Linked DNA regions of Canis lupus: region 2 is linked to region 1. The links are chromatin contacts, called in public Hi-C maps. All regions are on one chromosome and are shown on one strand. The core of a region is the stretch at or near the end of the contact, and the rest is flanking DNA. Distances in the headings are between cores, read along the strand shown. Region 1 holds the start of LOC119877453 (collagen alpha-1(I) chain-like). Region 2 holds the start of ASTE1 (protein asteroid homolog 1).

Evidence for each region. Hi-C and Micro-C count contacts between places; a contact is called where the count stands out from the background.
Region 2: a contact with region 1 is called in a Hi-C map of blood, with 2.0 times the contacts expected there. The contact joins the promoter of ASTE1 here to the promoter of LOC119877453 in region 1. A contact is called at or near these places in 2 of 9 Hi-C or Micro-C datasets (both in blood).

What each region holds. Positions count from the first base shown.
Region 1 is chr23:28,608,709-28,612,326 of UU_Cfam_GSD_1.0, reverse strand. LOC119877453 (collagen alpha-1(I) chain-like) reads left to right here and starts at 1,953. Exons shown (of 8, transcript XM_038571347.1): 1 at 1,953-2,988; 2 at 3,200-3,289. The coding sequence starts at 1,953. ATP2C1 (calcium-transporting ATPase type 2C member 1) reads right to left here and starts at 2,210. Exons shown (of 28, transcript XM_038570826.1): 1 at 2,047-2,210.
Region 2 is chr23:28,754,164-28,757,555 of UU_Cfam_GSD_1.0, reverse strand. It overlaps ASTE1 (protein asteroid homolog 1), which reads left to right and starts at 1,541. Exons shown (of 5, transcript XR_005377021.1): 1 at 1,541-1,874; 2 at 3,063-3,392. NEK11 (serine/threonine-protein kinase Nek11) reads right to left here and starts at 1,482. Exons shown (of 17, transcript XM_038570831.1): 1 at 1,345-1,482.

The DNA.
Region 1 (3,618 bases), core at 704-3,203:
TCTTTTACTATGAAGTCAAATAATAAAGACTCAATCAGACACAAGCATGCAGCATGCTTCCATCTCACCACCACTCCCTCTCACGTCAATAGACAATATGAGAGTCGGCTTTATTAGTCATGCCCCTTTTCCTAAGAGATCAAGAAACAAAAGCAACACCTAAGAATACACCTACTTTAGACTACTCTCTTAAACCTGGTAACACTCTGAAAGCAGAAGGCATAGATGTTATTTAAGATACAACTACCAAGAAACAGGTATACAAGTGCATTTAATATTCTTTGTCTCTTGTGAAGAAAGGATTTGCCTTTCTGAAATCTGTAAATCAAGACAAAGAGAAAGCCTCAGAAAAGTGATTTCTCCATTCCATCAAACAAAAACATCACTGCTTTCAAATGCTCTTTCTAATGACCCTACTAGGTTGGCATAACTCCTCTGCAGTTATATACTTCAATATTTCAGAAAATGTCTTCCACCAATTATTCATGAAGAGTAAAACTGAGCAATATAATCGTGCCGCTCGTATTTCCCACATATCCCAGGGTCTCAGGCAGCAAAACAGATCATGCATATAAGAAATATCTATGCGAAAATTACCAGTCCTACCTAGGGCAACTGAGCTTACGTTCTTAAAATGGGAAAAACAAGTGAGAAAGCAACCAGCAAACCCCACTGCCTCTCCTTTGTGCCAGTTCAGATTTTAAAAACCAAAAGACACAAGAAGACAAACTGTAATTTGTGTAAGTATCTTTCATAGCATCTTGCAGACCAGGGTGGGGAAAGAAAAGAGAAAGATTATCACACACAAGTCAGAAGTCAGTCCCGGGAATGAATAAGTGTGGTTGTTTCAGGAGAGGAAATAATATTCAGAGTTATTCGACGCTTTTGGAAAATCACCAGTGCTGTCTAGTGAAAAGGCATTAAATACTTTAATGCGACCAAAGAAATCAAGTAACATGTGAATGATGATCTAGTGGTCCAAAGTGCACAGTGGACAAACAAGTTCCACTGTCAACCTCCTAAATGATGTTCTCAAATAGGGAGGGAGGAACTTTAATAAGAGAGGAAATCTCCTCGTTAACATTCTGTTAAATTCAAAGTTATTTTTTTTTATGAAGTGAAAAACAAATCTCCATGAACTAAAAACTGTCTCGTTTCTTATAAACTAATCCAGTCACATAACATTATCAAGGCTTGATATGCAAATATACGGAGAGGCAGTGCATCCCCTTCCCTCTCCCTTTCCATTTCCCCTCGAGTGATTCCTTTCAAATAACTATTTAAAACAAGCACAGATGCTATCAGAAATGAAAACTTCCCTTCCATTCCCTAAAGACAGCAGCTCTCTCAGGAAAGCAGAATAAAGCTCAGTCAGCCCATAGCGCCTTAATTTCCGAAATGCCCTATGTTACCAAAATAAATGCTAGTATCCCAAGAAAGCAATTCCTTGGATACTTCACAAATGGGGAAAAAAAAAAAAAATCAGGAAAATAAAAAGGTGGAAAAAAAGAAAGGCAACTTAAAAGCAAACCACCACACCCTCAACTCCGCGTTGCAATCCGTCTGCCAGGGGCCTTTACCTTCATTTTCCATCGAAACTGCACTTGGGTTGATGGCTACAAAGTCTTTAGTGTCAGCCGCGGCCACACTGGGAATAGAGAGGAGAGGAGGACAAGGAAGAGAAGCCCCCGGAATCCCAGGCTGTCACCCCCTCTCCCGGCCACACGTCCCACGGCTGCTCCCACCACCCCTAGCAGCAGCATCTGCAAGAGAAACCGGGAGAAGCGGCGCTGACGGGAGACGCGCAGAGGAGGGAGCCCCCGCCCCGCCCCCCCCCGCCTCAGCCCCCCGCGACGCCCCCAGCTCCAGCCGGCGGGGCGGCGCCCTAGAGACACCCGCGGGCCGGGGTATCCCCGGACGCTCCCTCCCTCAGGACCTGGAAGTTTCTGGAAATGAGGGGCACGAGGTTACACTGGTGCCCTCCCAAAGCCCCAGAACCCGGTCCTCCGGGCTGCGGGGACGGGGGGCGGGGATGGGGGGACTCACCCGCGAGGCTCGCGGGAGCGCCCCGCACGCTTGGGGCGAAAAGGAGTGGCCCGCCGAGCGGCGGCGCCAAGCGGGAGCCCGCTCCCGGCGTGAGGAGGGAGCGCACTGAGGGCGGTCGGGGAGGGGAAAGGAGAGGAGGCGAGGGGACCCGTCACGGTCGGCCCGGCCGCTCCGGCGCGGCCGCGCGGCTCTGCGCCCGCCTCCGCCTCCTGCGCTCGGCCCCTCCCCGCCGCCCGCCGCCCCCCGCCCCGGCACGCTCCGCACTCCCGGGCCCGCCGCGGACCGAGCTTTGTCGCTACTACTTCCGCCGCGAGAGGAGCGCGCGCACGCGCACTGTCACGCACGGGCGCCGACGGCGGAAGTGGAGCTCGGGCCGCGCCGCCCGCCGCGAAAGCGTGGTTGGTTGCGGGTGCGGAGCAGTCCCGCGGGAGGGCGCGCCGGGTGCGAGGCCCTCCCCGGCCCTCCCCGGCCCTCCCCGCCCTGTGGAGGCTCCTCGCCGACCCCCGGTGCCCGCCCGTTTCCACGCACCCACTGGGCGCGAGGGGCGGAGGCCCAGCCCCGGCCACGCATCGTCGAGAGGCCGCCGCGGGGCCGGGCCAAGCGGGCGGGCCCGCGCGTGCTCCGCGCCCCGCAGGTGTCCGAGGGTCCGCAGGTGTCCCGACTCCTCCCCACGTCGGGATGGCCGTCACAATCTCGGCGGGCGACGCGAGGACCTCCGAGGGAAGGGGCGAACGCAGAGAGACTGCGGTCCTCCGTGGGACTTGCCACCCGCCCTCGCAGGCCCCCGGGGCGGCCGCTTGGCTCCGACCGCGGGCGCAGGTCGTGGCGGGGCGACTTCCCGAAGTTGTGCGCGGCCAAGGGATCGGTCTCCTCCAGGGCCCGTGTGTGCGGAGACGGCGAGCATCGGCTGCAGAGCTCGGGGGAGGGACTCCGCCTTTTCAGGTGTGTGGAAGCCGGAGAAGGTGCATCACCTTCGGCCACTGGCTGTGTCTTTTGCCGCTTGAATCTTTCACTTGCTCAGCATCTTAACCCAGACAACCCCCCTCTCCCCCCGCCATAAGTAATTTTTTTTTTTTTTTTATGGACAGTTGATGTTAATAAATAAGCCTTGGTAAACCAGAAACAGACTGAAACGAAGTCCTCTCACACCCAGATCCGCTAGAGGGCAGGGCTACACCTGCTGAGCTCGACCGCTTCCGCCACCAAGAACCCGACGGCAGAAGTCCTCCCTTGTGTGCTAGAGGTATTTTTCTCCATTCACACTTTTTCTCATTAAAAAAAACAACAGCAACAAGAACAAAAAAACTTGCCCCTTATCTCAGATCCTGTAACATGTTCTCTGACCACATGTTCGATGTCAAAATAGTGGTTATTTCTTTTTTTTTTTTTTTCATGATAGGCACACAGTGAGAGAGAGAGAGGCAGAGACACAGGCAGAGGGAGCCCGACGCGGGATTCGATCCCGGGTCTCCAGGATCAAGCCCTGGGCCGAAGGCAGGCGCTAAACTGCTGCGCCACCCAGGGATCCCTCAATGTCAAAATAAACAACCGAACCGAGTTACCTGTGTTGCC
Region 2 (3,392 bases), core at 292-2,791, 150 kb before region 1:
TATCAAGATCACAGAAAATATCAGTAAAATCTACTACTGAAAAAAAATGACTGGAGAGCAGTCCTCCAGATGTGTATTTTGTTTGCTTTCCCTGCTCCCACAAAAGTGATACTTTCTGGCAAATTAAAATACATGGACTCATAGAGTTTTCAACAGGAAAGAACCCTCCAGATGACCCAGTAATTCTCCTTATATTAGGGATGAGATAAAGGTCCCTATTCAGTGAAGGACAGACTAGTTCTGGAGAAGTCCAATTTCCCAGGGGCTCCTGTTTGTAAATGAGCTTAATTTTAAACCCAGCAATGTCATCTAAGCAGTCTGGCCAGGCCCACAGACTACTTTGGAACTAGGTTCCCTTCTGCCAAACTCCCAGACTCAGCCCTGTGACCTTTAGTAATCAATTCCACTAATCTCCTCTGTGCAACCACAGAGCTACCCTAGCAGGTCCCATGTTGTCTAGATTCCAGAACTATCTGTTCCTTTGTCAACGTTCACTCGCCCCTACCTCCTGAAGGTTGTGGATGAAGCTGAGCGCCAGATACACACACCTTCTGTATCTTTGTATCCTTGGCTCCTGTCATATAGTAGTAGGTGGTTCAACAAATTCTGTTAAGGCAAACAGGCATCCACACACAGACCGACTGTTGCCCAAGGGAGGAAAAAAAAAGTGTGCGTGGTGAGAGGAGGGAAGAGAAGACTTAGAAAGTCGGATGGGAACCGTGAGAAAGGGGAGAGATGACCTCCTGCAAACTGACCTGGCTGGGGGCAAAAGACAAGGGAAGGAGCGTGTTCATCACGGGTTCAAGTCAAGTAGTTCTCTTCCCTTGTCATAAAGAGAGGAAGCAGGTCAGACACCAGATTCTGCTTAAGTGGAACACTAACCTTTTTTTTTTTTTAATTTTATTTACTTATTCATGAGAGACACACACAGAGAGAGGCAGAGGCACAGGCAGAGAGAGAAGCAGGCTCCCTGCAGGGAGCCCGACGTGGGACCCTACCCCGGGTCTCCAGGGTCACGCCCTGCGCCGAAGGCTGCCCCTCCCCCACCGAACCCTAACCTTAAAGGCAAACCTTAACCTTAAGGTAAAACGAACATTCCCTGCCTCAACTTCTTTTTTAAAAAAATTACATTTTCGCAAAGCGGGCTAACATATACGGAGGCGGCGCCGGCCACGCTTCTGCTCCGGAGGCGGGAGCGGATCTGGGAGGCGAGGAGCCAAGGGAAGCGGAGGGGTCGCGGGCACGGAGGCCCCCGGGGGCCGAGCCCCGCTGGGGCGACCTGAAGCCATCACCGTCCGCGGCTTCGGGGAGCCCGGCGCGCCACGCGGGCCGCCCTTCGCATACCTTTCGGGGCCGAGGGCGGAGGAGCTGCGGCGCCAGGCCGTGCCCACGGTCCCACCCGTAATTGGGACGGACGCCGGGCAGGTCTCCCGTAGGTGCAGCAGCCTCGCCGAGCCGCCCGACCTCGGGGCCAGGCTGTTGCGCCCCGTTGCCAGGGAGACAGCGTGGGGCATGCTGGGAAGCGGCGGGAGGCGGCACGGGGCCGGGCGCCGAGGCGGAAGTGTGCGGTGACCCAGGTGGGCGGGGAAAGGCGACCAGGTCGGGCCCGCCTGGCTCTCCTAACGTGGCAGCGGCCCTCTCGGAGCTGACATCCCCGCCTGCCTTGAGCGACCTCGCGCCCCGCGGCCCCGGAGCCCCTGTGCCCCCGCGCCCTCCGGCTCCACCAGCTTCCTGGACGCGAGCTTTCCCAGTGACGTCATACGCGGCGACTTCCGGTTCCCGCTCCCCAGGTCGGACCCTCACGTGCGGGCGGTTCCAGCAGTGGCTCCTGCAGCCTTTTAATGGAAGGGCCGGCCCCGGGGAGGACGGTGCAGGTGCGCTCGGCTGCTGGCCCGGGTGGCCGGTTATGAGGGTTGTGGAGGAGCGAGGTGTGAAGGCCTGTGTTTGACGACTGGCCTCAAGCCTTCTGGGCGCCTTCCTCCGACCCAGCACACGTTTGTTCAGCTCCTGCGAGGCCCTGTAATTAGCTTAGGAGGAGTGGCCACGGCCTCCGTTCGCATAAGCTTTGCAAGACAGACGTCAATAAATAACTGCTATACCAGATAAGATGCTGAGGAGGGCAGGGCCAAAACTGGGGTGAACTGGCGTGGGCGCAAAATGCAAGGGGTGCCCCAGAAGTCTGTAATCAAGATAGACACATTTTAATGCAATATAATTAAAAATCAAAATCAATGCAAAAGAAATCGGGCGTCGATAAAAATCTCATGGTTTTTAAATAAAGACCGTGCCACGCTGAGCCCTATTGGAGCGGGAGGCCCAAGGAAAAGCTAGTAACACACACTCTGTGACTCCAGTTAGCCAGAGAGGGAGCGATATTCTTGGTCCTGAGCCAGATATGCAATTGCAAGAAGAGGGAAAGAACCTCTAGTTAGGGTGAAGCTGGGGAGTTCCTGCATGCATGTAGCAGTAATTTTCCTTACTCAAAACTATATGCCAATTAAGATGGGACTGACCACAAGCCAAGGCCTAAACGAAATTCCCAGACTGATTATCAATAAAGAAAAACTGGATGGGTATCATTGACCCTACACACTTTCGTTAACTGAAGCCCGGTACTCTCTGGTTCGTTAGTTATGAGAGTGAGAGGGTATCATTTTTATAGCTCAGGACTTTTTATTTTGACCCCGCGAAAATGTTGTTGCAAGGTGATGACTGTTATGTTTCCATATCAGAGCCCGCAGTAGGCTCTGTTAGTATGTCAGTAATGGGCTTTAACTGATTTTCTTTTAGAATCAATAGCCTCCACCCTATCCAGAGATTAAACTCCATGAAACCATTGCATTTGTGCCTTGTCACACATGGGGAAAGCAAAAGAGAATGAAAAGGCACTCAGCTAGGTGGTGTTACTTGAGCATCTAGGTAAGAATTGAGAGGCTAACGCCTAATATGTTCTGTTTAAAGAGCTGTTCATAACATTTGATGTTGGTTTGTGGTGTTGGAAATTAAGACTCGGTCCCCATTAAACAGCATTAGTTGAAAGTGTGTTCTGCTGTTTTAAACAGGCAATTCTTCAGACAGTCATCATGGGTATTCGAGGACTAATGAGCTTTGTGGAAGATCATAGTAATGAGTTCTTCACTGATTTGAAGTTAAGAGACACAAAAATTGTCATTGATGGCTACGCTCTCTTCCACCGGCTTTGCTTCAACTCAAACTTGGAACTTCGGTATGGAGGAGACTATGATTCTTTTGCAGATGTTGCACAAAAATTCTTTGAATCACTGTTGGCTTGTAATATCTGTCCATATGTTGTATTAGATGGAGGATGTGATATTTCCGATAAAAAACTTAAAACTTTAAAGGATCGAGCTAGGGAGAAGATCCAGATGGCT